Linked DNA regions of Mus musculus: regions 1, 2, 3, 5, 6 and 7 are each linked to region 4. Evidence: chromatin contacts called from public HiCAR-type, HiChIP or PLAC-seq and promoter capture Hi-C data. All regions are on one chromosome and are shown on one strand. The core of a region is the stretch at or near the end of the contact, and the rest is flanking DNA. Distances in the headings are between cores, read along the strand shown. Region 1 has its middle 120 kb from the start of H2al2a. Region 2 has its middle 180 kb from the start of Mir6419. Region 3 has its middle 18 kb from the start of H2al2a. Region 4 holds the start of Bmi1 (Bmi1 polycomb ring finger oncogene). Region 5 has its middle 54 kb from the start of H2al2a. Region 6 has its middle 150 kb from the start of Mir6419. Region 7 has its middle 160 kb from the start of H2al2a.

The links. Promoter capture Hi-C pulls out the DNA fragments that hold promoters and counts their contacts. HiCAR-type assays count read pairs that join an accessible place to other places. HiChIP or PLAC-seq counts read pairs in DNA pulled down with a chosen protein or histone mark.
Region 1: an H3K4me3 HiChIP or PLAC-seq map of neural progenitor cells shows a contact between it and region 4, with 5 times the contacts expected there. The contact joins the enhancer-like site here to the promoter of Bmi1 in region 4. A contact is called at or near these places in 6 of 39 promoter capture datasets (the 3T3-L1 cell line, the HPC-7 cell line, embryonic stem cells and 3 more) and 3 of 115 datasets of contacts at active chromatin or transcription factors (astrocytes, cardiomyocytes and neural progenitor cells).
Region 2: a promoter capture Hi-C map of embryonic stem cells shows a contact between it and region 4, with 7 times the contacts expected there. The contact joins the enhancer-like site here to the promoter of Bmi1 in region 4. A contact is called at or near these places in 9 of 39 promoter capture datasets (the SN4741 cell line, cranial neural crest, embryonic stem cells and 3 more), 6 of 484 Hi-C or Micro-C datasets (the N1E-115 cell line, embryonic stem cells and nephron progenitors), 7 of 115 datasets of contacts at active chromatin or transcription factors (astrocytes, embryonic limb bud, embryonic stem cells and 3 more) and 2 of 9 other capture datasets (adipose tissue and embryonic stem cells).
Region 3: an H3K27ac HiChIP or PLAC-seq map of embryonic stem cells shows a contact between it and region 4, with 4 times the contacts expected there. The contact joins the enhancer-like site here to the promoter of Bmi1 in region 4. A contact is called at or near these places in 2 of 484 Hi-C or Micro-C datasets (both in embryonic stem cells), 5 of 115 datasets of contacts at active chromatin or transcription factors (embryonic limb bud, embryonic stem cells, extraembryonic endoderm stem cells and 1 more) and 1 of 9 other capture datasets (adipose tissue).
Region 5: an H3K27ac HiChIP or PLAC-seq map of embryonic stem cells shows a contact between it and region 4, with 4 times the contacts expected there. The contact joins the enhancer-like site here to the promoter of Bmi1 in region 4. A contact is called at or near these places in 5 of 39 promoter capture datasets (the 3T3-L1 cell line, hematopoietic stem and progenitor cells, liver and 1 more), 2 of 484 Hi-C or Micro-C datasets (both in embryonic stem cells), 9 of 115 datasets of contacts at active chromatin or transcription factors (bone marrow-derived macrophages, embryonic forebrain, embryonic limb bud and 2 more) and 1 of 9 other capture datasets (embryonic stem cells).
Region 6: an H3K4me3 HiChIP or PLAC-seq map of embryonic limb bud shows a contact between it and region 4, with 2.8 times the contacts expected there. The contact joins the enhancer-like site here to the promoter of Bmi1 in region 4. A contact is called at or near these places in 2 of 39 promoter capture datasets (the SN4741 cell line and stem cell-derived epiblast-like cells), 5 of 115 datasets of contacts at active chromatin or transcription factors (astrocytes, embryonic forebrain, embryonic limb bud and 2 more) and 1 of 9 other capture datasets (adipose tissue).
Region 7: a contact with region 4 is called in a HiCAR-type map of astrocytes, with 2.1 times the contacts expected there. The contact joins the enhancer-like site here to the promoter of Bmi1 in region 4. A contact is called at or near these places in 5 of 39 promoter capture datasets (the 3T3-L1 cell line, embryonic stem cells, liver and 1 more), 1 of 484 Hi-C or Micro-C datasets (cerebral cortex), 11 of 115 datasets of contacts at active chromatin or transcription factors (astrocytes, bone marrow-derived macrophages, embryonic forebrain and 6 more) and 1 of 9 other capture datasets (embryonic stem cells).

The regions. Positions count from the first base shown.
Region 1 is chr2:17,879,746-17,883,021 of GRCm38.p6, reverse strand. No RefSeq gene overlaps it. Among named protein-coding and RNA genes, the nearest start is that of H2al2a, 120 kb to the left of the region's middle. Within about 2 kb of position 1,486, at least 40 of the 459 cell types and tissues checked have an H3K27ac peak or open chromatin away from gene starts, as enhancers often do. A contact at or near this core is called in neural progenitor cells, where this site is marked.
Region 2 is chr2:17,740,496-17,743,907 of GRCm38.p6, reverse strand. No RefSeq gene overlaps it. Among named protein-coding and RNA genes, the nearest start is that of Mir6419, 180 kb to the right of the region's middle. Within about 2 kb of position 2,142, at least 166 of the 459 cell types and tissues checked have an H3K27ac peak or open chromatin away from gene starts, as enhancers often do. A contact at or near this core is called in the N1E-115 cell line, the SN4741 cell line, astrocytes and 5 more, where this site is marked.
Region 3 is chr2:17,976,922-17,980,527 of GRCm38.p6, reverse strand. No RefSeq gene overlaps it. Among named protein-coding and RNA genes, the nearest start is that of H2al2a, 18 kb to the left of the region's middle. Within about 2 kb of position 2,072, at least 21 of the 459 cell types and tissues checked have an H3K27ac peak or open chromatin away from gene starts, as enhancers often do. A contact at or near this core is called in embryonic stem cells, where this site is marked.
Region 4 is chr2:18,674,995-18,678,369 of GRCm38.p6, reverse strand. Bmi1 (Bmi1 polycomb ring finger oncogene) reads right to left here and starts at 1,352. Exons shown (of 10, transcript NM_007552.4): 1 at 901-1,352. Commd3 (COMM domain containing 3) reads right to left here. Exons shown (of 8, transcript NM_147778.4): 7 at 3,361-3,375; 8 at 2,139-2,503. The coding sequence ends at 2,444.
Region 5 is chr2:17,940,984-17,944,371 of GRCm38.p6, reverse strand. No RefSeq gene overlaps it. Among named protein-coding and RNA genes, the nearest start is that of H2al2a, 54 kb to the left of the region's middle. Within about 2 kb of position 1,326, at least 12 of the 459 cell types and tissues checked have an H3K27ac peak or open chromatin away from gene starts, as enhancers often do. A contact at or near this core is called in embryonic stem cells, where this site is marked.
Region 6 is chr2:17,713,803-17,717,051 of GRCm38.p6, reverse strand. It overlaps a transcript of Nebl not described here. Among named protein-coding and RNA genes, the nearest start is that of Mir6419, 150 kb to the right of the region's middle. Within about 2 kb of position 1,426, at least 21 of the 459 cell types and tissues checked have an H3K27ac peak or open chromatin away from gene starts, as enhancers often do. A contact at or near this core is called in embryonic limb bud, where this site is marked.
Region 7 is chr2:17,838,245-17,841,878 of GRCm38.p6, reverse strand. No RefSeq gene overlaps it. Among named protein-coding and RNA genes, the nearest start is that of H2al2a, 160 kb to the left of the region's middle. Within about 2 kb of position 2,323, at least 33 of the 459 cell types and tissues checked have an H3K27ac peak or open chromatin away from gene starts, as enhancers often do. A contact at or near this core is called in astrocytes, cerebral cortex, neural tube and 1 more, where this site is marked.

The sequences.
Region 1 (3,276 bases), core at 237-2,736, 800 kb after region 4:
AAGTCAGGGTTTCTCTGTATAACCCTGGCTGTCCTGGAACTCACTTTGTAGACCAGGCTGGCCTCGAACTCAGAAATCTGCCTGCCTCTGCCTCCCAAGTGCTGGGATTAAAGATGTGCACCACCACCGCCCTGATTTTTTTTTTTTTTTTTTTTTTTGTCCTTTTAAGGTCCTGGTCCATTCTCCCACACAAACTGCCAGTATTTGAAGCCAGAACCACTTCTAGCCATTTGCTTTCCCCCATGCCTTCACTTCAGATAAGATCTCCTTAGCAAAGAGCGATGGCAGGGTTCTCAGCCGCCACTGAGAACCGCCTTCTTGCTCCAGTCATCTTGCTGCATCTGTGTTCAGTGTACTTGGGTATGGCTGTGGGAATTTCTGGGGCAGTCCGCAGTCTGAACTCGGAGGCTACATGGAGCTCGTGAGTGATGCCACTCCTGCTGGCCGTTTCATGGCATAAACTCAAGAATTCAGGCGGCTGGTGGGAGCTCACTCCCCTTTATCTTTTGTGTCTGGTGCCAAGGGCCCGTTTTTCCCGGAGAAGTGCAATATCACAGGGAGGGGATCAACCTCCTTTGAGAGTCAGAGAGTCAGAATCTTAAAAAACGGGGGGAGGGGCTGGCGAGATGCATTAGAACCCAAGAGCATTTTACCATGGACTAATTGGTAAGATGAGCTGGTTATTTACAGTATTCAGATCTTGCTGCCATAGCCCCTCCAGTGCCGGGGTAGGTGGGGGATTACAGTTCTGCGCTACCACACACCACTGTAAACCATGTTTTAGTGTTTAGTGGGTGAGATACTCAACGTCCTTAAGGAATTAATTTTTTCTTTTTTTAAAAAAAGTACAGGTTAGGGCTGGAGAGATGGCTCAGAGGTTAAGAGCACTATGTGCGTGCGGGTCCAGAGGTCCTAAGTTCAATTCCCAGCAACCTTGACATGGCGGCTCACAATGGTAATCTAGTGTCCTCTTCTGGCCTGCAGGCATACATACAGGCAGAATACTATATACCTAATAAATATATCTTTATTAAAAAGTACAGGTTACACATTCATAATAAGAAAATATAAAGTCTAAAGCACTCCAAAATCTGAAATTTTTTGAGCATTAACATGACACAAGCAGAAAATTCGACGCCATATAGCTATTTTGTACACACATAGACACAAATGATCTTGAGGCTCTGTGAAGCATATGAAGTATAGAGTAATTTTGTGTTTAGACTTAAGCTTCATCCCCAAGATATCTCATTATTTCTACGCAAATATTCCAAAATCTGAAAAAAAAAAAAAAAAAAAAACAATCCAAAGTGGAGGTGCTTCTGGTCCCAAGCATTCTGGATGAGGGTTCCCCTGCTGTGGACGACTCAGCGCTGGGTTTAACGAACAGCAGTGCTATGCCAAAGATCTGGGCCTGGAATGTGTGAAGTGTTGGCTCCAGCATCAAGAATCTGTCTTTGGCTTTTGTTGTTGGGGAATCTGAACCAGGCTAATGCTGAAGGTGCAAAGGGAATGTACAAAGGACTCCAAGGGAGGCCAGGAAACCAGAGAACCAAGGGAAGAGGAGGCCCAATTAGTGATTTATAAGGAAGCTAATTTCCATGGATTCTTACTTTAGAAATTGACAGTTACCAAGGACCTCAGCTGAGTTATTTGCAGCTTCATCCAGCCTCTCTCATGGAAAAATTAATCAATTTCGCCTCTGTTTTCTCATTCCTCACATGCCTTCCCGTTTACTTCTTGCCTGGCTCAATTCAGAAAGTGCTGGAGTCGGAAAAGCCAGCCTACTGTGAGGAGAGAGTGCTGGCTGCTGGAGAAGCAGGGCCACAGCTACAGCTGGTGAGGTGCTGAGGCCATGTCTAGTCTTCTCTTTCTGCCTGCTGAGGCCACCACACCTGACCTGCTTGGGACTTTGAAGAACTTGAGAGGAGATCCCTACTGCCCCCTGACAACTCGGAAGTCTGCTATCCTCATTGGCGGATATCATTTGCTAGCTTAAGTCGCTCGTGTGGAAGCTGAAGCTCACTCTTTTGTGTTCTGTCCTCCTAGGAGATGCTGAACAGCTGGTCTCTATCTCCCTGTGGAGTAGCCTTTAAACCTTGCAGGCCATTGTTAAATGGCCTCTAGGCTTTCTTTTCCTCTGACTGAGAATCACAGTTTCGTTCTCCCTATTCCTCATGGGTCCTATTTTCCATCCCCTTTCACATCTTTGTTTTTGAATGCTTTCAGGTTTTTCTAAGATATTCCCCTTTGGGAGATATTTGAAGGAAAGAAGCAGAAATGTCTTTAGTTACACTTAATGTTGGCAGCATTCTCGACTTACCATGATCCTTGTTCCCATTAGTTGATTGGCTGCTGGGGCCTTGACTCCTTGGAGCCAGACCATGCCCACAGCGGAGTTTAGTTGTGCCACCTCAGACTTTGAGGGCCCTGCAAGATCGGGAGTTTGGTGGCTTGCAAAGCTAAAAACAATATGCAGTGTTTGTATGGTTCCTAACATGAAACAGCCTCTTGTTTTATCTAGACTGTCTGTATCTAGGCAATCTATATTTATCTAGATTTTCTTTGGATTCAATAGGGAAACTACATCTTGATTGTTTATGGTGGAAAAAATGCAATTTTAAGAGGAGGAAAAAATGAATTCAGGAAATTCTGTCAGATACTTTGAGATCAACAATACCGTGTGGACTTTATCTTGTTGGGTGGGTAGGCAAAGGCTGTGAAGGCTGAAGTTAGGGTATGGATGGTGTCTAGTAGAGGCTGTGGGGGAAGGCTTGGAATTAGATCAGGCATGTAGAGGGGTTGCTGCAAGAACTGGCATGGAGAGCTAGATTAAGGCGAGTTCTTCGACCCTGGCCTGTGGCTGGGAGGATTCTCATGGACCTGTGATAACAAACTCTTTAGACTCTCACAGCCTGAAGGGGACAACTCAAGCAGACAGAGTTTTGCTTTTTCAGAGACCAGAATTAAGAAAAAAATCGAAACTTACATATAGTAGATAAATAAATCTTTAAAAAAGCGTGGAGGGGCTGGCGAGATGGCTTAGCGGGTAAGAGCACTGACTGCTCTTCCAAAGATCCTGAGTTCAAATCCCAGCAACCACATGGTGGCTCACAACCACCTGTAATGAGATCTGACGCCCTCTTCTGGAATGTCTGAAGACAGCTACAGTGTACGTACATATAATAAATAAATAAATAAATAAATAAATCTTAAAAAAATAAAAAATTGAAGTCAGAGGCTGTCAAAGTGGACCAAGGAAGTCAAATAAGGCCC
Region 2 (3,412 bases), core at 893-3,392, 940 kb after region 4:
ATATGTGTTGAGGACTGAGAAATAAACTCCCATTGAATGTATGGGACATTGAAATTCTGCCTCTTGAGAAGATAGCATCAAGGCATAAGGTCTTGGTGAGGTAATTAGACAGTGGAGCCCTGATGAACAGGAATAACAAAAACTACTCTAACAAATGCTCAGGACTGCCGAGCAGCCAGCCTTGCCGGCTTGGTGAGCCCCACGCCAATGAGAGAGCATGTCTCAAACAACAAGACAGATGGATACTGAGGAGCCACACCTGAGGTTGCTCTGGCCTCCGTACGTGTGCATACATGTACACGTGTGCCTCCACATACTTGGATGGAAATCCTCCTCCCCTCAGAAGGCCCTTATCTCTCTTTTCATGTGAAGACACAGCAAGAGGTTGTCTGTGATTCATTCAGTTAGCCCTCATCACACAATGAGCCTGACTTCATTGTGACCATCTGGCCTTCAGTACGGCAAAGATTAAATGCCTCTTGCTTTGTAGTTTGTCCGGCTGATGGTGTTGTGTTATGACAACCTAATGGACTGACTCCCTCTATCCAATAATGACTGTTGTCAACACCTAGACAAAAATCCTCCAGGTACTTTAATGAAAATGTGTATATGTTTGCACACATATAGAGAAAATTCAATATTTATACATGTGTATATACAGGCACTTTTTTTTTTTTAAAGGCAGAGTTTCTATGTGTAGCCCTGGCCTGGCTATCCTGGAACTTGCTCTGTAGCCCAGGCTAGCCTCGAATTCAGAAGTCCACCTGCCTCTGCCTCCTGAGTGCTGGCATAAAGTTGTGCACCACCACTGCCTGCTATATATAGGTGATTTAAAAATGGGAAGAGTGTGAGTGTTGTCTTTACATATCACTGTCTTCTCATAGACTTAATGTATCTAAGGTTTTTAGGTAAAGACATATTGAATTTTCTCAAGTACGTAATAATCCTACCTGAATAACAGTAATTTTGATTATATGAAGAAAATTAATATATACACAAATGGGAATTAAAGAAACAATGGGCAGAAATGAAAGCCACCACAGCGAAGACCTCAGATCCCTTTGAAGTGATCTTCTTCAGAGACTCTCAAGGCCACAGGCATACAGCTGAGACCCTCACTTTCAGCAGCACATTGAAGCATTAAGAAAAAGTGTCGTTCAAATCCCCAAAGGCTGGACACAAGGACCTTTCAAATGACAAACTCTAGAGTGTACACCATGAGAACTTCCTGAAGAGTCTGTGGGAAAGGCAGCAGAAAGAGACTGAGTTCTCTGAGCCACACCCTCTATCACTCCCTGACCGCAGGAGTCTCAGGAATGGGTGGGGACGGCCAGGGGCGACCTCTTGGTGCCTTTCTGTTCTTATTAGTCTGCACATTCTTAATAGAACAAAACAAAATCCACCCCAAACTGGTAATCATTTCCTTTCCCCTAGGGGTGCAAGAGATAGGTTTGAATGACAGGGAGGGGGGAGGGGAGAGGAAGAAAGGAGGGGGAGGGGGAGAACCTGGTGAGGCGAGGGAGGATGACCACAACAATCTCCACAGCAAAGCCCTCTTCTGCTTTGTTGACATTTCTAGCTAAAACACCAGCTGGGCGTGGAGGTGACCCCGGCACAGGCTCGGGGGAATCAGGGCTTGGAGGCCTACTTGGGCTATGTAGTGAAACCCTGCTTTAAATAATTAAGTAAACAAATGCATTTGGGAAAAGTATACAGAAAGGAAAACACAGCACAATCCCGCCTCTGTCACGGTTTCAGTGCTCTTTTCCCAGGCCGCTCACTCTCTGCATATTGTCATAAAATTAGTGAAAAATGAGATCATAGGAAACCACTCTTGCAACATGCTTTCTTTTTTCTTTTTTTCCGACTTAGCAAAACACCAGAAACCTCTTTTCGTGTCATTAAATTCTAGTTAACATGTTTTACCTTTTCACTCGAATTTTTAAGCAGCACTCTTGTTATTTTACATCTCCTGTTTTAGTTGAGCGCCGATACCTGTTTTTATTGGCTGAGGCTGCGCAAGCAGTGGCCGCGGCGGCAGGGGGTGGGGGTTGGGGGGTGGGCGGCGATGGCTCTCAGGTTTCCTTTTTACATAATGAAGGCTCTTTTCTCCATCCATCTCTGCGAGGCTAGTTCCATTCATTCCACTTAATTCGTATTACTCATGCCGAAGAACACTTTCTTGCTCTGATGCCTACCGCTAATGGGCAGGCTCGACACTTTCCCTGTTTGATGAGTCACAGCCGAGGAAGGAAATCCCCCTACGAAGTGAAGTCTGTCTCTTTGCTCAGAACGAGCCTGTGTTTTTAGCAAAGATTGCTTGTGATGTTGTTATGTTACCTTAAGACATATTTTTGTTTCATTATTTAAAATGGGAAGAAAATTTCATTTGACAACATTGAACCCGTAGTCGACTGAAAAATAATAAGTATGGCCAGGGAACTATGAAAAATGAAGTTTTCATTAGTTTCCATTTGGGGAACCTTCTCTGTCTTCTCAGCCAGGAAACCTGCCCTGCCTTCCCTGTTTGCAATGCCAGTCTTTGGGAGACTGCAGCAGAGGGAACAGAGCTCAAGGCTAGCCTGGGATACATTGTGAGACTGCTTTAAAAAAAGAAAGCAATCTGGGCACACGGTGGTGCACGCCTTTAATTCCATCACCTGGGAGACAGAGGCAGGTGGATTTCTGTGAATTCAAGGTCTATATATTGAGTTTCAGCCCAGAAAGGGCTGTGTAGTGGGATCCTGTCTCAACAAACAGACAGAACAAGCAAACAACAATAATAAAAGAACCAGGGCTAGAGAGATAGCTCAGAGAATAAAGTGCTTACCACACAAAGGAGATCTGAGTTCAGATCTCCAGAACCCACAGAAAAGCTGGGCTCACACTTGAAGCTCCAGCACTGGGGGACACAGAGACAAGATCACCGGAGCTTGTTGGGGCGCTAGTCAATCTGCAGAACCTGGCTTCAGTGACAGAAGATAATGATAGAATGACAGAAAGCACCTGATGTCAATTTCTGCGCACCCCCAAATACCACGCACACACAGCAAGCAAGTAAGCAAGCAAGCAAGCAAGCAAGCAAGCAAGCAAGCAAGCAAGCAAACTTTTCTAAACTAGCAAACGACCTTACTATACAGAACTCAAGGAATGATTCCTGAGCTTAAAAAGCAGATGTGCAAGTTTAACAACAGCAAGGCCCTGGACTCTGTCCCTAACACCTCATCCACATGGACTTAGCTGACCTTGTTGATGAAGCAACAGAGTTCATTTGTTAGTACACAACAAAACATTCTACTTGTGTCATGGCAGAATATCTTTGTCTCTCATTTGACTCTGTTGATTTTTCCAGGCCCTTGGCATTTTATGCATTTTATTTCTGGCCCTGGGCTGACCTCAGCTGCCCTCGGCT
Region 3 (3,606 bases), core at 823-3,322, 700 kb after region 4:
GCTCCGGGCACAAATCAGAACAGAGACAGACAGGATGTAGGAGCCAGGGGGTGAGGAAGAGTGCCATGAAATGTCTTCTAAACAGGACAGGGCTGTTACACTTAGGTACGCACAGCATCTGTGGTTACCTGCGCAAGACTTGGCGTGACAGGGCTTGTTAACATTCTCATATAGCTGAGAAGGGGCTTATCAGGCCCCATCCATCTCTGAGGAGCTATAGGCAATTAATAGCAGCTGGGGGGGGGTCCTTTTTTGAGCCACTGGTAAGTTTCCCACACATTAGTCTATACCAGCCCCCACATTAATGCAAGCAATCCTAATTAATGGGTCATAAAAAAAATACAAAGCAAAGTCAACAAAAAAAGACATGAGCCGGGCGGTGGTGGTGGCACATGCCTTTAATCTCAGCCCTTGGGAGGCAGGGGCAGGCAGATTTCTGAGTTCGAGGCCAGCCTGGTCTACAAAGTGAGTTCCAGGACAGCCAGAGCTATACTGAGAAACCCTGTCTGGAAAAACAAAACAAAACAAAACAAAACAAAACAAAACAAAACAAAACAATATAAGTGTAGGAGGGAAATTGTTGGGAAGGCAAAACGGGGTTCAGCAGGAGTGGGAGGGGATGAGAGAGTATAAGAAGGGATGAAAATATCCAGAATGTATTCTATGTAGTGAAAATTCCAGAATTTCAATTTCTTTAAAAACATAGAAATATTATACAAATGTGCCTTTGTTTTAATCCCAAGTGTAAAAACACAGGGCTACTTTAGACTGCTTGCTGCAGCTGACTATGATTTGCTGCATGCTCTAGCAGAGGTGTGGTTTTATAGGGAGGGGGGTTGTTGATCCTTGAGTGTGTGTGTGTGTGTGTGTGTGTGTTTGTGTCTTCTCGTGGAGCTGGGTGTGGGGGTAGGGAAGGGAGGGGCATGTTGGTTGAGGTTTGTTAGAAGCCATAGTCAAGGAAAAAACAAAAGTAAAGAATTAGATACAGGGATTTTTCTAATTTCTCTCTCCCCTCTATCCTTGTTTCTCTTTTATTTAGTGTTAGAGGTTGAAATGGTTGGTGGTGAGGATATAAAGGACGGGAAAAAGAAGAACCCAGAAAGTAGCAAAGACCAGCTACAAGCAAAGAAGAAACAAGAGGAAAGAAATTAGATTCAGAGATTTCTCCCTTTCTACTCTATCCTTCTTTCTCTCCCATCTAAGTGATAAGGAGTGGGGGGGGGGTGGGGTTAAAGGGTGGGAGAAAGAAGAAAATACAAAGTAACTAAGCCAGCTACAATTATATCTACATAGGAAACTAGCAAAAAATAATAAATATAAAAAGAAAACAAGGGGCTGGCGAGATGGCTCAGCGGGTAAGAGTACTGACTGCTCTTACAAAGGTCCTGAATTCAAATCCCAGCAACTACATGATGGCTCACAACCATCCGTAATGAGATCTGACGACCTTTTCTGGAATGTCTGAAGACAGCTACAGTGTACTTAAATATGATAAATAAATTAAAAAAAAAGAAACAAAAAGAAAACAAAAACAAGTATAGTAAAGAACTGAACTTGTCCAAAAGAGTTCTTGCCACACCCACTCCAGTGTATTCTGTATGACAAGTCCAAAAGCTTGGCCTCAGTCCTGAGTCGAACTCAGAAATCCATCTGCCAGCTGGGCGTGGTTGCACATGCCTTTAATCTCAGCACTTGGGAGGCAGAAGCAGGCGGATTTCTGAGTTTGAGGCCAGCCTGGTCTACAGAGTGAGTTCCAGGACAGCCAGGACTACACCGAAAAACAAAAAAACAAAGAAAAAAAAAACAAAAAAAACAAACCAAACCAAAAGGTTCATGGAAACTGGTCTCCAGGAGGTTCCGTAACAGGGATGTGGTCCAGATTTGTCCTTGATATAGTCTGTAGAGGGTTTCGCACACTTTCTTTCAGTATTGTTTTATTATAAGTGCCCCCAAGGAATGATTTGAGGAATAGTCAAGTTAGATTGAACATTGCTTCCTGGCCTCCACCCTTGTCCCAACCTCCTAGTCAATGGTTGAGCTGACCTTGGGCTTTGAATTTCGTAAGAATGTTACTTATTCAGACGAAATGCCTCCAGTGTTGATAGAGAGATAGTGAAAGAAAACAGGCGTTGCTGTTTACTGGAAAGAGTTAGAAATCTCAGCTGGGCGTGGTGGCGCACGCCTTTAATCCCAGCACTCAGGAGGCAGAGGCAGGTGGATTTTTGAGTTCCAGGCCAGCCTGGTCTACAAAGTGAGTTCCAGGACAGCCAAGGCTATACAGAGAAAACCTGTCTCGAAAAACAAACAAACAAAAAAAAAGAGTTAGAAATCTCAGGGCAGCCGGGCATGGTGGCATGCCTTTAATCCCAGCACGAGGCAGAGAGGCAGAGAGGCAGAGAGGCAGAGAGGCAGAGAGGCAGAGAGGCAGAGAGGCAGAGAGGCAGAGAGGCAGAGAGGCAGAGAGGCAGAAGCAGGCGGATTTCTGAGTTTGAGGCCAGCCTGGTCTACAAAGTGAGTTCTAGGACAGCCAGGGCTATACAGAGAAACCCTGTCTCAAATACCCCCCCCCCCCCCCCAAAAAAGAAAGAAATCTCAGGACAAGTTCAACTAAATAATCTTAGAATACTCATCACTGTCATGTTGGCAGACTACATTACATAATAGAAGAAAGAATGTGGGTTGTGGTTTAAGAAGGAACTAGAGTAAATACTTAGAATAACAGCTGAGTCACTCCCATATACAGGAATTTACAATGGCCTAAGAAGAAGGTGGGTTATACAATAGACTAGAATTGGAACTATGGCTAGGGCTTGAACCCCTTGTCCTTGGCTTCTAATAATAATCTGATTTTAGATAGGGCTGATTTTATCTCAGTTGTAAACACTGCCTGGTTCCTGCCAGTTTTCATGTATGTATTTTTTTTTGTTTTGTTTAAAGAGTCATAATGCATGACCTTAATGTATCTTGGCTGATGTATTACCTAACTTCCTTGTTTTCTTCTGTAATGACTATATAAGCCTGATGCTCGCTTTGAAAAATTACACTCAGATTCAGCACTCTCTTTTGTTTGAGTCTGTTTGTCACTTGCTGACTCCTTGCCCACCTGAGTACCAGAATTCTGATGGACTTTGCCCGTGGCACGTTCTAACCTTTGACTTAGGACCTTGGAATATTCTGTCAGGTACAGAGTTTTGCTTGCCTGAAATCTTTGGACTATACCAAAATGGGATTTAATGTGAGGGCCTTGGGTTGTGTTGGATCAATTTGTGTTCCTGAAGGACTGGTGACTGAGATGAGCCATTTGGGAAGCCAGTCACCCCAATAAAATCATGTACATCAAAGTTTGAGGAGTTTCCTCTTTGGATAACACATTGTCCATAGAGTTACAGACATCATTACTGGGAAGAATGAATGGTACCCATGATGCCATAGGGGGCCGACAACTGGAAACTCCTCCTTGAAACTCTTCTGGCTTTTGCCCATGTGTCCTTCCTTGTTGGAGTTTCCTTGATGGGTGTTAACCTGTATCCTTAGCCGTAGCAAATAAACTATAGCTGTGAGTGGCTTCTAGTAAGTTTTTGTTTGTTTGTTTTTGTTTTGTCTTGT
Region 4 (3,375 bases), core at 103-2,602:
AAGTCTCAGCTCATCCCACAGCAAAGGGGAAAGTTGTAGTGTCTTCGAGAGAAAAGAAGAAAAAAGGAGGGGTGAGAGTGGAGAGAGAAAGGGCGCTCAGCAAGGCTAACGTACAGTCACCGGCTTCACTCCAAAACAAAGCTCAAATTTTAAATGCCCACCTCCTTGAGAGCTCGCCCCAAGTACGTATGGAACCCCTGTCCTCGACTCCCAACAAATACCACCTTGAAAACTTTACCCTTTCCAACACAAATGCACAAGACCTTGGAAACAACTGGGAACCGCCATCTTACCAGCCATCCAATTTCACACAAGTGTCCCTCCAACTTAAGTTAATAACATTTTTGTCGGGGCTCCCCCCAGCCTAACACCCACCTCGTCGGGATCGCTGTTCCCCACAGTACCCATCCCTATAAAATGGGGGCGTTCCCTGGAGGTTCAAAGACCTCCAGAGCCCTTTCTTCGGGAGAGGAGGGAAGCCACTGGACCCAGGCAGCGCCCGATCTCGGGATCCCGTCCCCGTTTCAGCAAAGTCTACCTCTCAACAAAGGGCGCAGCGGCCGCGGGAGCCGCGCAGGCTGGAGACACAAGTGCCGCTCTCGGGGACCATGTGCGGCGCGAGGGTGCCGAGGGGCGCTCGGGGGAGCGGGGAACTAAAACGTGGGGCGGCGCGGCGCGGCCGGGCGCGGGCGGCGGCCGGAGCGGCTGGAGCGCGGTCAGGCGGCGCTGGTGCGGGCTGCGGGGCGTCCGGCGCCGCGGGAGGCGGCGGGCGCGCGGGCGCGGGCGCGGGGCGCGGGCCGGTTGCCCACGCTGTCAGCGCCTCCGCCCCCCCCCCTCCACGCCGCCCCGACCCCCACCAGTCCCCGGCCACGGCCCGTCGGCGCCTCGCCTCCTACGTACCCGGAAAGAGCGGCCGGCGCGAGGCGATCTGAGCGGGCGGAAAAGACAATGAAAGTTAAAAGTCGTTCAGCATAAAATGAATGCGAGCCAAGCGGCCATCTTGGAGCGAGCCGCCGCCGCCGCTGTCAATGGGCACCGAGCGCGGCCGAGAGCAGCCACGGCCGCCGCGCTCCGCTCATGCCGCTCCCCCGCCGGCCTCCTGCTCGCGCGCTGCGGCCTCCTCCTCCCGCGCGGCCTCCTCCGCCTCCGCGCGGCCTCCGCCGCCGCCTCCTCGGGGCCTCTCCTCCTCCTCGGCGCAGCCGCCGCCTCCCGGCCGCGCTCGGGGGAGGGCGCGCAGAGGGGCCGAGCCGTATTATTCTGCGGGGCCGGGAGGTGTTGCTAAGCCTGCGCGGGGCTCCCTCGCCAACCTCCCCATTGTCTCTCCCGATCTCTGCCTTTAATACTACGATTATGATTTCAGACTCGCGTGGGGGAGGCGGGCTGGCGGGCGGGCGGGGGGCGCCGAGTGTGCTTGCGGGCCGGGTGGCGGGGGAGGGGAGGGAGGACCAGGAGGGGGAGGGGAGGGTGGAAAAAAATGCACGGCTGAAGGCAGAGTGGAAACTGACACCGGCTCCAAAATGGCTCGGAGTCCGCCCGCCCCCTCCCCCGCCCCCCGCCGGGTCACGTGCTCCCCTCATTCCTTAAGGGCGGCCTGGGAATTAGTGTCGGTGTAGTCGGGCCCGTGGCCGCCCCCTCCCCTCGCAGCGCGCCGCGAGCCGCGCGCCCAGCCCCCTCCCCTCCCCGCGCAGCGCGCCGGGGCCGCGACGGAGGCATTTCTCCACAGCGCCACACGCCGCTCTCCCGGCGCGGCCCGCTCGGCCCCGCACGCCGCCCCGCCCCCCACCATGTCTCCTGCTTCTGGCGCACACGTCCGCGGGGCCCGCCGCCGGGGGCGCCCGGCCGCTGCCCCGGCTCGGCCCTGCCGAACCTGCGCCGGATCGGGCCCGCGGAAACAACAGCGGCCGCCCCGCCCGCTGGCGGCCGGGAAGAGGCGCGCGCGGGCAGCGGCCGGGCTGGCTCCGCTCGCGGGGTCGGGCGGGCCGGGCGCAGGTAACGGGCGGGCCGGGCAGCGAGCACGGCCCGGCCGCACACCTTTCCCGAAACACTTAACCTGGGGCAAGGCAGGCGTCCGAGCCCACGCAGGGCAGATGTGCTTGGCACACTCAGTCGTCAAAGTCACACACAAACTCCAAACAGAATGCCGCCCTTCTTGTGGGAATACCACCGTATTTATTCAGGGTACGATACTTTAATAGGGCTTGAAGACGCTCAAGATAGAAGGAACGCAAGAGTAATACTGAAAATCCAGATGCTTAAGAGTCTCCCTCTTAACCATTTCACATGTGTAAAAAAAGTGTCAAAATTGATGGTTGGCATCACTTCAAAAGGGTGCTAGCTCTTTTTCCACTGAAAATGACATCCAGCTCGCGCGAACGATGGTCCAGCAGGAGACAAGGCGCGTCTGGTTTTCCTCTAGGCTCCTGGGGTCATCAGCCTCCCCAAATTACAACTGAGTTGCTCTTTCCAGGCTTTTTGAAGCATCCTTAAGTTTCCCCACCAAGTCCTAAAAGATGTACAATCATGTCACAACTTGGGCATACAAGTGAGGAAGCAGCAACTCTGAAGCAGCTGCAAGAACACAGTCGGAAGGAAGAACACCTAAGGAGTCCACGGGAGCTCAACAGCTCGCAAAGCCCTTTGGAAAAGAAGCGCTTCTTCTGCTGGATCTGGTCCTCCAATCAGGTATTCAAGTTCTAGTTAAAAGGGAATTTCTAACAGAATTTTTGCAGGCTGAGAATATCTAAATTATCTCTCAACTTCTCTAAGGAAGGTTATGATTCACACACATTTTCTGTTTAAAGTTTCGCTAATATTTACTCTAAAGTGACTACAGATGTCTTTGGAACATTTAATTTCATTCAAATTTTCAGGAATGATCTTCATTTTATTTAATTGGTAAGAAATTCGTTAGCATATCCATCAATCAACGAAGACTTTAATTTCTTCAGTTTTACACTGAAAATATTAACAGTTTTAAGAACTTGTGTGAACTTTCCCTTTATAGGGTAATTTAAAACTCCTGCTTAAAACTTTGGAAGTTTAATTTGTGAAAGGCATTCTCCAATCTCTTACTTTTGCTCAGTTTTATGAGTCAGATGCATGATGGAATGAAAGAAAGTGTGCTGAACTCAAACTTTAAAGTTATTTTTCAATTAGGGGCACCAGTAAATGCAGGCTACTGGGGATGTTACTATGTTACTTTTAAAAGTGAAATCTATGTTAAATTTCTGCTTTCCATTCTCTCTTTGCCATTAAAACCTAAACCAACCTTCATTACCTGATGCTGGGAATATTATAAAGTCTCCATAACAGTTCTCAAATGCCCACTGAAAGAAACATTTAAAGGTCCTAATACTGTACCTGTAACTGTTCCAT
Region 5 (3,388 bases), core at 77-2,576, 730 kb after region 4:
TTTAATAAGTGATGATGAAAGACATCTAAATGATTTAAGTCTAAACTTATTTAATACTGCTATTAAAACCAGTTAATAATTTCAGAAAAATTCTAGACAATATAAAACAAAATCCAGATGTAACAGTATAATAAAAAAATTAATGTAAAAGTAGAACAAAGTGAACTTGTTTTATATCTTTATCTGATTTTAATACAAGAAAATGATTTAATCATAAAGGCATTAACAAGAGCTGATGGATCTAGCTCAGTGGTAGAATGCAATACTAGAATGGGGAAAGCAGGAGGAGACCAGAGAGGTAAAATGTCAGATTTAGACTACAGCTCAAAGACCCGGGAGGGTGTTGGGGGGGAGGGGGGGAGTGGCAGGGAGGGGGGGGCAGGGAGGAATAAAAGTCAAAATCAAGAAATCAGGATGGTTTAGTATTCTTCAAATTTTTTTTCTCTTTTGGTTTTGAGACATAGCTTGTTTGTGTAGCCCTGGCTGTCCTGGAACCAGCTCTGCAGACCAGCCTGGCCTCAAACTCACAGAGATCCTCCTGCCTTTCTGCTGAGTACTGTGATCAAAGGTGTGTAAGACACTCCCGGCCTCATTTTATGGTCTTTGTACTGGGATTGAGCCTAAGGCCTTATCTATGCTTTCGTGTGTGGCGTGGGACAGTCTACACGTGATTATGGATGTCTGTGGAGAACAGAGGCGTGTGGTCCGCTGGAGCTGACATGCATGGTCCAAGGTGAACCCGAGTCCTCTGCAGGAGCAGCACACACTTCAAACCACCGATCTTTACTTTCTAGAGAGTATAATCGTTATCTCCTCTTCATTTAAAAAAGGGTGGCGCATGCCTTTAATCCCAGCACTCGGGAGGCAGAGGCAGGCAGATTTCTGAGTTCGAGGCCAGCCTGGTCTACAGAGTGAGTTCCAGGACAGCCAGGGCTATACAGAGAAACCCTGTCTCGAACACCACCCCACCCCCAAAAAAGTTTCTTCCTAGATTCTTTTGACATCATTTCCCAAAGCCCTAAGATTCTAATACTGTTGCTTTGGGGTTTAAGATTTTAACATAAGAATTTGAGAGGAACATGAATATTCAGGCCACAGCAGAACTCATAAAGGGTAGGTAGCATTAAGGTCAAATCCTGGTCATATGTAAAATAGAATGAAACTGTGCAATTGTTCCTTTTAGGGTATGTGACAGGCACTCATGGTTTGGATCTTAAATGTTTTTTTAAAGCCTCATATCCTAGAAGCTAGCTCAAGGGCCTGTGCTACCACTGGGGTGTGGAACCTTTAGGAAGTGGGGCCCAGTAGAAGGAACTACGCCATGGGGGCGGGGCCTGGTACTGAAAGTTGACGTCAAGGGATCAATCTCTCCCTCTTTGCTTCCACAAGGTGAGCATCTTTACACTGGTTGTCCTGACTTTTGCCTAGACACAGGATTAGAAATAATGGGCCCAAGAGAACATGGACTGAAATCTCTCAGTATGCATTTTATTTCCTAAAGATTTTTGTCATTGTTTGAAGACTGACAAACACAAAAAGCAAAACGTGGGCTGGAAAGATGGCTCAGAGGTTGAGAACACTGACTGTTCTTCTCTAGGTCCTAAGTTCAATTCCCAGCAATTACATGATAGCTTATGACCATTTATAATGAGGTCTGGCGCCCTCTTCTGGCATGTAGGCACATATGCAGACAGAACACTGTACATAATAAATAAGCAAATCTTTCATTGTTTGTTTGTTTTTGGTTTTTGTTTTTCGAGACAGAGTTTCACTGTGTAGCCCTGGCTGTCCTGGAACTCACTCTGTAGACCAGGCTGGCCTCGAATTCAGAAATTCGCCTGCCTCTGCCTCCCAAGTGCTGGGATTAAAGGTGTGTGCCACCACTGCCCGGCATCCTGCACACTCTTTATACTTTTTTTCTAGTGCAGTGTATGCTCCGCTCAAACTCCCAAGTTGAAATCTTAACCCCCAAGGTGATAGCGTTAGAGGGTAGGCCTTCAGGAGGTGGTTACATCATTGGGTGGAACCCTCACAAATGGTGTTGTGCCTTATAAGTTATGCCCCAGAGAGCAGCATCATTCTTTACCATTACATAAGGACACGGCAAAGAGACACATCCCAGGGACCGACCAGGAAGTGTGCTCTCACCTAATGCCGGATCTCAGAATTCCCGGTCTCCAGCGTAATTAGTTTCTATTGGATGTGCTGTGTTTATAAAAGGATAAAGAGAGAGAGTATGTTTTGGTGGAGGTGGAGTCAGGTGTGGGGGAAGGGGAGTATCTCTGCAGGCCGGGGGAGGGGAAATGAGGAGAGAGGGGGAGGGGAATGAGGAGAGAGGGGGAGGGGGATGAGGAGAGAGGGGGAGGGGAATGAGGAGAGAGGGGGAGAGGGATGAGGAGAGAGTGGGAGGGGAATGAGGAGAGAGGGGGAGAGGAATGAGGAGAGGGGGGAAGGGACGAGAGGACAGAGCAGGAGCAAGAAGGCAAGAGCAAGAGAGCAGAGGGGGCAAGCAGCCCCTTTTATAGTGGGTCAGGCTGTTGCCAGATAACTGTGGGGCAGAGCTTAGACAAAATGCTAACAGGATGTAGGATGCCCTGCCTATGATATTATGGAAGCCTGACTAGACTGACACACCTTCTGTGCCTAGAAGCTCTGGTGACCCCCACCCCAGCTGTAGTAGGAGTCAGGTACATACCTTTCAGAATGATGTCTTCATTGATATTGTCCTTATTTGAGAGGCACAGTCATTTTAAGGGTAGCGTATCAAAACATTGCTGTTTTAGAAGGGTTGGAGATTTAACACTTCAGAACACCCGTTTTTCTTATATTTTTGGTTGTGAACCTAGCCTTTAACTACTGAGCCATTAACTCTCCAGTCCAAGACTTGCTTTTTTTTTTCTTACAAAAAATAAGAAAAGATTTCAAACTATAGTCAATATCCCCTAGCCCAATGTTCATTGCTTTTAGAGACTAAGAAATCAAATAGATTAAAGTTCTGTGCTGTTACATCTTTTTATCTGCCACCCAAAGGCCTCCTTCACTTCTGGAGTTGCCACCCCACAACCCTCCAAAGCACGGGTCACTCTGTGACTTTAAGACATGTTTCTTTTTAAAGAAAAAATAATATTTATTTGCAATATAAACAAAGTCCCGTTGCTGGCTCGGGATATATATGTGTGTGTGTGTGTGTGTGTGTGTGTGTGTGTGTGTGTGTGCATATATATATATATGTAGGGTCACAAACTTTCCTTCATAAGATCTTAAAGCAAAACTGGCCACCCTCTGGTATACCCTCATTTACACTCTGATCCATGTTTCTGGGTTTTCTTTTTAAAAATGAGAAGAGGGGGGGAGGAGGGAGGGAGGGAGGGAGAGAGAGAGAAACATA
Region 6 (3,249 bases), core at 177-2,676, 960 kb after region 4:
GAGCAATATAGCTCAGGTTTATTGCAGGCCCTTCTAGCCAACAATTGACTCAGTGAGAATGCAGATGTTTCTGCCCATAAGAATCCATGTGGCAATTCTTGCCAGAACTGGCCATGCTTGGACTGATAATATACTTGATCAGTAACCAGCACTTTTGATGAGGTGAAATGCTGACATTTATAGTTAGATTGTTCATCACTGATGTGCACTTGAACAATGGCTGACAAAAAAATTTTTTTAAAGTAGCTTATGAAAATTACTTCTTTATATGACTGTTTTCCAAACTCTTAGAAGCAGATCCTATGTGTCCTTTTCCCCCTGTTGCAGTGGTAAAATACTCTGTCAAACAGAACATTATGAAGAAAGTGCTCATTTTGGCTCACAGCTCAAGGGTACATACAGTCCATAATAGTGAAGAGATTAAGATGGCAGGAAGTTGAAACACCTGGTCACATCACATCCACCGTCAGCAAACAGAACAATGAACACTTGCTGCTTTTCAGTTCTTTCTCTGCTTATACAGCCCAGGAGTCTGGCTAGGGAATGGCGCCACTGCCAGTGGGCAGCGGTTCCACCTCAGTTAATGAAATCAAGTTAACCCTCTGATGGTATATCCAGAAGCCTGTCTATGGTAAGATTCTAAATTCTGTCAAATTGACAATTAACAGCAACTGTAACAGTGAATGTTGGGTAAACGGCTATATACACATTCATTTGCATATCACACATATGTCCTTGGAAATATGTTTTCCCCTCAAGCTTAATACACTTAAGGATTAATGAATTCACTCACTCATGAATGAAGGATCTATGTGTTCGAGTGTGCTGTTTCATTTGCTCCTGAGATGCATCCCATCATGCCTTGAGGTAGGGCCTCCTACCAGCCGCACAGGTTAGGTTGCTGAGCTGGTGGGTCCCAGAGATCGGCCTGTCTCTGCCTCCTGTGCTCAGCTTACAAATGTGCTCACTGCTTGGTTTTAATGTGAGTTCTGGGCTTGACTCCCAAGCTCTCCACTAATGGAACCATCTCCAATCTCCTCTATTCTTTCATGGAACAATTTTATTTTCTTTTGTAATTTTCTGTCTTTTCCATTTCCAGAACTTTATAGACAACTTAATGGAATGTGTGCTCCCTTAACCCCCATCTCTCTGATTCTCTCTCTTTGACTCTGTTTAAGGTCTTTCCTGTTGCTAGTGACGCAGCTCTCCCATTTTCTTAACATTACGTGAAATTCTATTTAAAATTTGTAGATGCTTTAGGCACATAATAATTAAGGGTTATTCCTGTCGGGAATAGAAATACCGTATTAGCACAATTCTTCCTCCAAGGCTGCTAAAGAAGGATCCTAGTTTAGAGGGCTTGCCTCTGTGCTCTCTCTCTCTTTAAACGGTTCTTATGTAACACTGGGTTTAATTGCCTGGGAGTCTGGAGCTGGTTTATTTGTGTGCCTCTTATGTTCTGAGCACCTGGAGGTTGAGTGGTCTGTGTCCTGGAAGTGTTCTACTAAATGGCCACCTGGCAGATGTTTTTTCTTTCTCCAAACAGCAATGACACAGCAGATGAGGAGTAAACGCTTTTGGGCACTTTGAAAGTGTACTGATTCCAGCCCACAGTGGTGCTACATGCCTATAATCCAAAACGAGGAGGAGGCAGGCTGGGGATGTAACTCTGCTGGTAAAGTGTCTGCCTAGCATTCCTGAGAGTCTAGGCTACATCCTTAGCACTACGTAATCTGAGCGTGGTAGCACATGCCTCTCACCCCAGCATTAGAGAGGTAGGGCAGAAGGATCAGGAGTTCAAGGTCAACCTTGGCTATATTTGGGGCCAGCCTGGATGAAACGCTGTCTCTGAAAACAAACAAACAGACAGACAAACAAACAAACAAAACAAGAAAAAATCGTAAAAAGCACATTTATTTATTCTGGGTGGGATTCAATAATTTTGTATTTGACAACAGTCTCTCCCTCCCTCCCTCCTTCCCTCCCTCTTCCCCTCCCCCATCTCTGTCTGTCTCATATCTCGGCGGGTTGGGAAACATTGTGGCAGAGGATTTAAAAATTAATTCTGCAGTGGGAGATGACAGGTGGTCACATAAAAGAGCCACCTAAATGGAGGAGGGATCAAGTGATGCTCAGAGGAGATCAACTGGGGAATATTCATGCCCTCCTGTCGGCGAGACAGAGACACACAGGCTCAAGTACAGCATGCGTGGGCTGCGGACCGGCTAACGAAACTCTGACAGAAGCGCTGTATGTGCTAAAACAAAACGTCTAGCAGGTGAATCCATGTGCAGGAGAAACCTAAAGGCAAAACAGTGGAGTGGGAGAAGGATGAGGGGAGTAAAACACAAGCGGCTCTGCCACAGCGCTGCGCATGCGCCACAAGCTGAACATGGGACCCCCTGCTTTTTTTTTTTTTAAACGTTTTATCATTTCTCCATGACCAGCTATCAACTACAAGCATAAACCGAATGCCAGTTGGTTCCTTGCTTTGTTTTGTTTTATAATTAAATTGTTCTCAAGTTGCTTTTGAGTTAAAAACTAGGCAGGGTAGTGGTCTTATTGACTTTGAAATAAATGGTCTCAATTCCACTGAAGTTGAGAGTGAAAGGGAAAATATGCAGTCACAGCACACTCAGCCTTCAGGAAGAGTTTACAATAGCATACGGGAAAGGGAAAGGCCCTGCTGAGCGAGCCTGGGCTTGAAAATCCTGTGGACATCAGCCAGGAGCCATGTAAACTCTCCCTACTATAGCTGTTGGCACACAGCTGACCTTTTATAAACATTTCCCAAGCAGACAAAAGAAGGTATGTTTGTCAGTTTTTCTGTACTGTAGCGAAATACCTGTGATAAGTCATCTTCCATAGATAAAAGGTTTATTTTGACATAATATTGGAGAGGTCAGCTCATGTTCGGACAGACCCCATGGCCTTTGATCTAATGACAAGGCAGTCCATCACAGTAGAGGGTTTTTAACAGGACAAAGCTCTTTATTTACCCCACAGCCAAGAGCCTCACAGGCCCCCACTTTTTAAAGGTTCCACTACCTCCTGAAAGCACCAAACCAGGGGACCAAGCCTTTGACCTGAAGAACTTTGGGAGCACTTAAGATCCATGCTATAACTGAAGGAATGAAAATCATGACTAAGTGGGCAGGATTTTAGAAAACACATTAAAAAGTGTCCATTGTTTCAGAGGGAGAAAGGGGAGACTGACCTGTTAAAGCAAAAAGCAACATTGGACTGAGC
Region 7 (3,634 bases), core at 1,074-3,573, 840 kb after region 4:
ATAGAAGATGGCACAGATCTATACCTGGAGACCAAAGCTGGAAGAGAAGACCGCTACCTTAGAGGTAAACTTTTTACTCTATTAGACATTTACTCTCACTAAAATATGCAAATATATTCTCTTCAGTGAGTCTTGATAAACAACAGATTTAGCCCAGCGGAAAAAGCTAGTGTGGACAGCTTGGTGCAATTATATGCAGCATTAATGAGCTGTGGGTTCTTACCTCAAGTGTTGATATTAGTAATCTTTGATAATAAAGGAACATCTAACCTTTGAAGTAAAATGTTCTGGTGTGGCTGGGTATTTCCAACCATAAGCATTTATTATTTTGTTTGACAAATTGGCCTGCTTTGGAATATTAAACACCCACTCTTTAGAGGATAAGGAAGATGAAAGCAACTCCATTCATTGTGCTCCCAAGAATCTCAGAGCTCTTGCAAGGTTTTATCCTGAAGATCTCATCTCCGTGAAACTCAGGAGATGGCTGTCACAGGCATTCTTGTTTCTTGTTCTCATCTCAGGGAGGTAGGCCTGTTGGCTTCAGTCCAGCCCTGCCTGAGACAGCAGTTGGAGTTGTCTGTCTTACTGTGTGCCTCCACACAGCTGTGCCCTCTCAGAGGCGCCAAACTGACATTCTACTAGAAATGCCTTCAGGAGAGGCCTGTCCAGAGGGAGATGGGACAAGTCACAAACACCCTTATTTCTGTTGCTCCCAGGAAGAATTGCTTTTTTTGCATTCTCATGAGACATTCAGATCTCACAGTGACCAAAATAGACTTTTAATGCTATTACGGTTATCGTTATTATTGTTACTATTACCATATTGAGTGGCAGAGTCACCTTATTGCCCAAGCTGACCTTGAACTCCAGGGCTGATGTAATTTTCTTGCTTTAATCTCCTGAGTAGATGTGGCAAGATATTATTATTATTGTCATTGTCACTATTGTTTCAGTGTTAAGGACTGAACTCAGGCACATTACATGCTAGCCAAGTGTCCTACCACTGAACTATGTTTAAGATCTAAAATTGATCAGATATGGTAACTAAAATCCACCGAGTAGTTATAGTCTACACACCATGTAAACTATCATAAACTTGGATATAGCGTCTTAAGTCTTAATTTTTCTGAGCACATTACAAGTTGTACACTACCTCCAGATCTGTCCCATACTTTTGTTGACATCATCCTGATTTTGTAGTTATCATTCTCTTCTGAGTGGTCACAAGCTGTGAGAGGGGTGCATTTTAAATACTAAAGCTGAATTGTGGTTGGCACTAGGCCATCCTCTGCTACATACGCAGCTAGAGCCATGAGTCCCACCATGTGTTTTCTTTGATTGGGCCATTTTCATTCAAATGACCACAGATCCCAACTCACGTGCTTACAGCTTTGACCTGATACTCTTATCTTCCAAAAGTCAGGTTCTGAGTGTTTCAGAAGTAGGAAATGTTTGCGTACATGTAGGGAAATAGCTTGAGACTGATACTTGACATTAAGCCTAAGACTCATGTTTCATATATACTTTATGCACATAATCCAGATGCAAATTAATACAGTATTTTTAAATAAGTTTGAGCTTGAAACAAGGTTTGTGTTGAATGAAGACTTGTCATATCTCACGGGCATTGAACCTGTTTCACATTGTGGAGCACTGTGGGTTTTTGCATGAGTGGTGCTCAGCTTTGGATAAAGCCTAGAACTCAGTGTTCCTCTCTGTTTGGCGCTGTTATGGCCACCCTTGGGCTTGTTACTGTGACTTTGAGCACCCCAGACACAGAACTCCATCTGTGCACACAGTAGATAGAGTAGAGCAAAGTAGAAGACTCACGTGCTTCCTTCAGGACCCCGAGGACTGACTTCTCCTTTTCAGAGAACCTTTCTGGCCCCCTGACTCTGACTAGCCTATCCTGTGTTAGTTATTACATATATAGAAACTCCCAACTGGGTAATTATCTACAACTGTGCTGTTTGGAGTGTCTACACGGTGCATTTAAAGAGTGCCTTGTAATCATGGGTGTCCTGGAAAACCAGTGCTCCCGCCAGCCAATTATCACAGAATCACGGGTCTGGAAGGGATGACAGATGTTATTAAATCCAGCTCTGTCCCCAACCCAAGCCTCAGGGTAGAACCCTAAATTTATCCAGTGTGCTCTGACACAGTCTAATTTTATCTGGAAAATGAAGCATTTCTTGGAGGGAGGGTTTGGGAGTATGACCTTGAATCTGATCACTTCCTGAGAGTAAACCCTCCCACTGCCCGACTGCCCATTCTTTGAGTGAGTCAAAGCCCCAGTTTGTCTCTTTCCTTTGTTTCACCCAGAGTTTCCAGCCTTGGCACCGAAGGATGGGGGTAGGGACTTTTGTAGATGGAACACACTTCCCAGGCCCTGTGGACAGCAGGCCTCGGGCCAACTGAGTCTGGAGCTAGCAGAGGTTCATGCAGCCTGGGTCCTCAGCCGAGGGGCAGAGAACGTCTTCGTCTTTTTCTAAACCAACTGACCTGGGGCAAGCTTCTCGTGTCGCCCTCAGGACGCCAAGTTAGCGAGAGCCTCGGAAGCCGTTCCCCTTGCACGGGCTTCCGACATCAGCTCAGCGCATTCAAAGCAACATCCACCCTCTTCCAGCATTCTCCCCAGGCTGAGGGCCTTCATTCTTGGGGTTCATTTGATCCGTTTCCATAGCAACATCCACTTGTTGCATTCTGAATCTCCCATCGAGGTCCTTGCAATTTGCCAGCTAAGCCACCGATCACAGGCGTGTGCACCAGGTTAATAAGACAAAGTCTGTTTTACTTAGGCCTTCCTCCCTTTGTCCCCTTTCCATTGAGGGCAGCCTTACAAAAGACAGGGCATTTTGGCTTTCAAAATCCTGAGACCTCTGCTCATTATCCTAGACGATACTTGGACTGACTCAGTGTGCACTCCATTTCCATGCTGTCTCTGGGCAGCTGCTCTTCTGAGCAAACCATGGCAACAGCCGGGAGTGAGAGACAGGGCCAGGAAGATGGGTTGCCTTGGGCATGTGGGTGTGTGTCAAAGGTGATACACCCCTTTATTTCAAAGGTAAGACACCCAGGGTGGAAACAATTCCATCATGGTCCTCAGCATCCTTTTTTGAAGGCTAGAATTGAAGTTGGAGTCCAAAGAAAGTCGCTTTGTTTTCAGAGAATTTGGATGTTTCATGTCGGTGACATTAATCAGAGAAGCCCGGAGCTCTGTGGATTCCTGCCGCTTTGACATCTCAGATGTGTACAGACCAGAGTTAGCCACTACTTCCCCAGGGTGTGTTTAGTCTAATAGGTATAAACCAGGACCTGCAAGATGATTAGTGATGAGAGAGAAAAAAACTCTCCCCATAAGCAGAATCGCAGAGAGGAATCCGATAAGGGGATCAGCAGATCAAAGCGATCATTGCAATTGACTATCCCTCTGTACCAACTTGAATGGCATGCTTCCTGCCCACAGCAGCCTCCCCCGCTGCCCTGAGATTTGAAGCGTACGATATCTGTTGATGTTTTGCACATGTTGCTTGTTTGTTGTTTGTTGCTTGCTGCTCCTGGAAGCATGATGGAAAACAAAGAAAAGTGCTCTGGGCTAATGGAGGTACTGCCTTGTGTGTGGCCGAGACTTTAG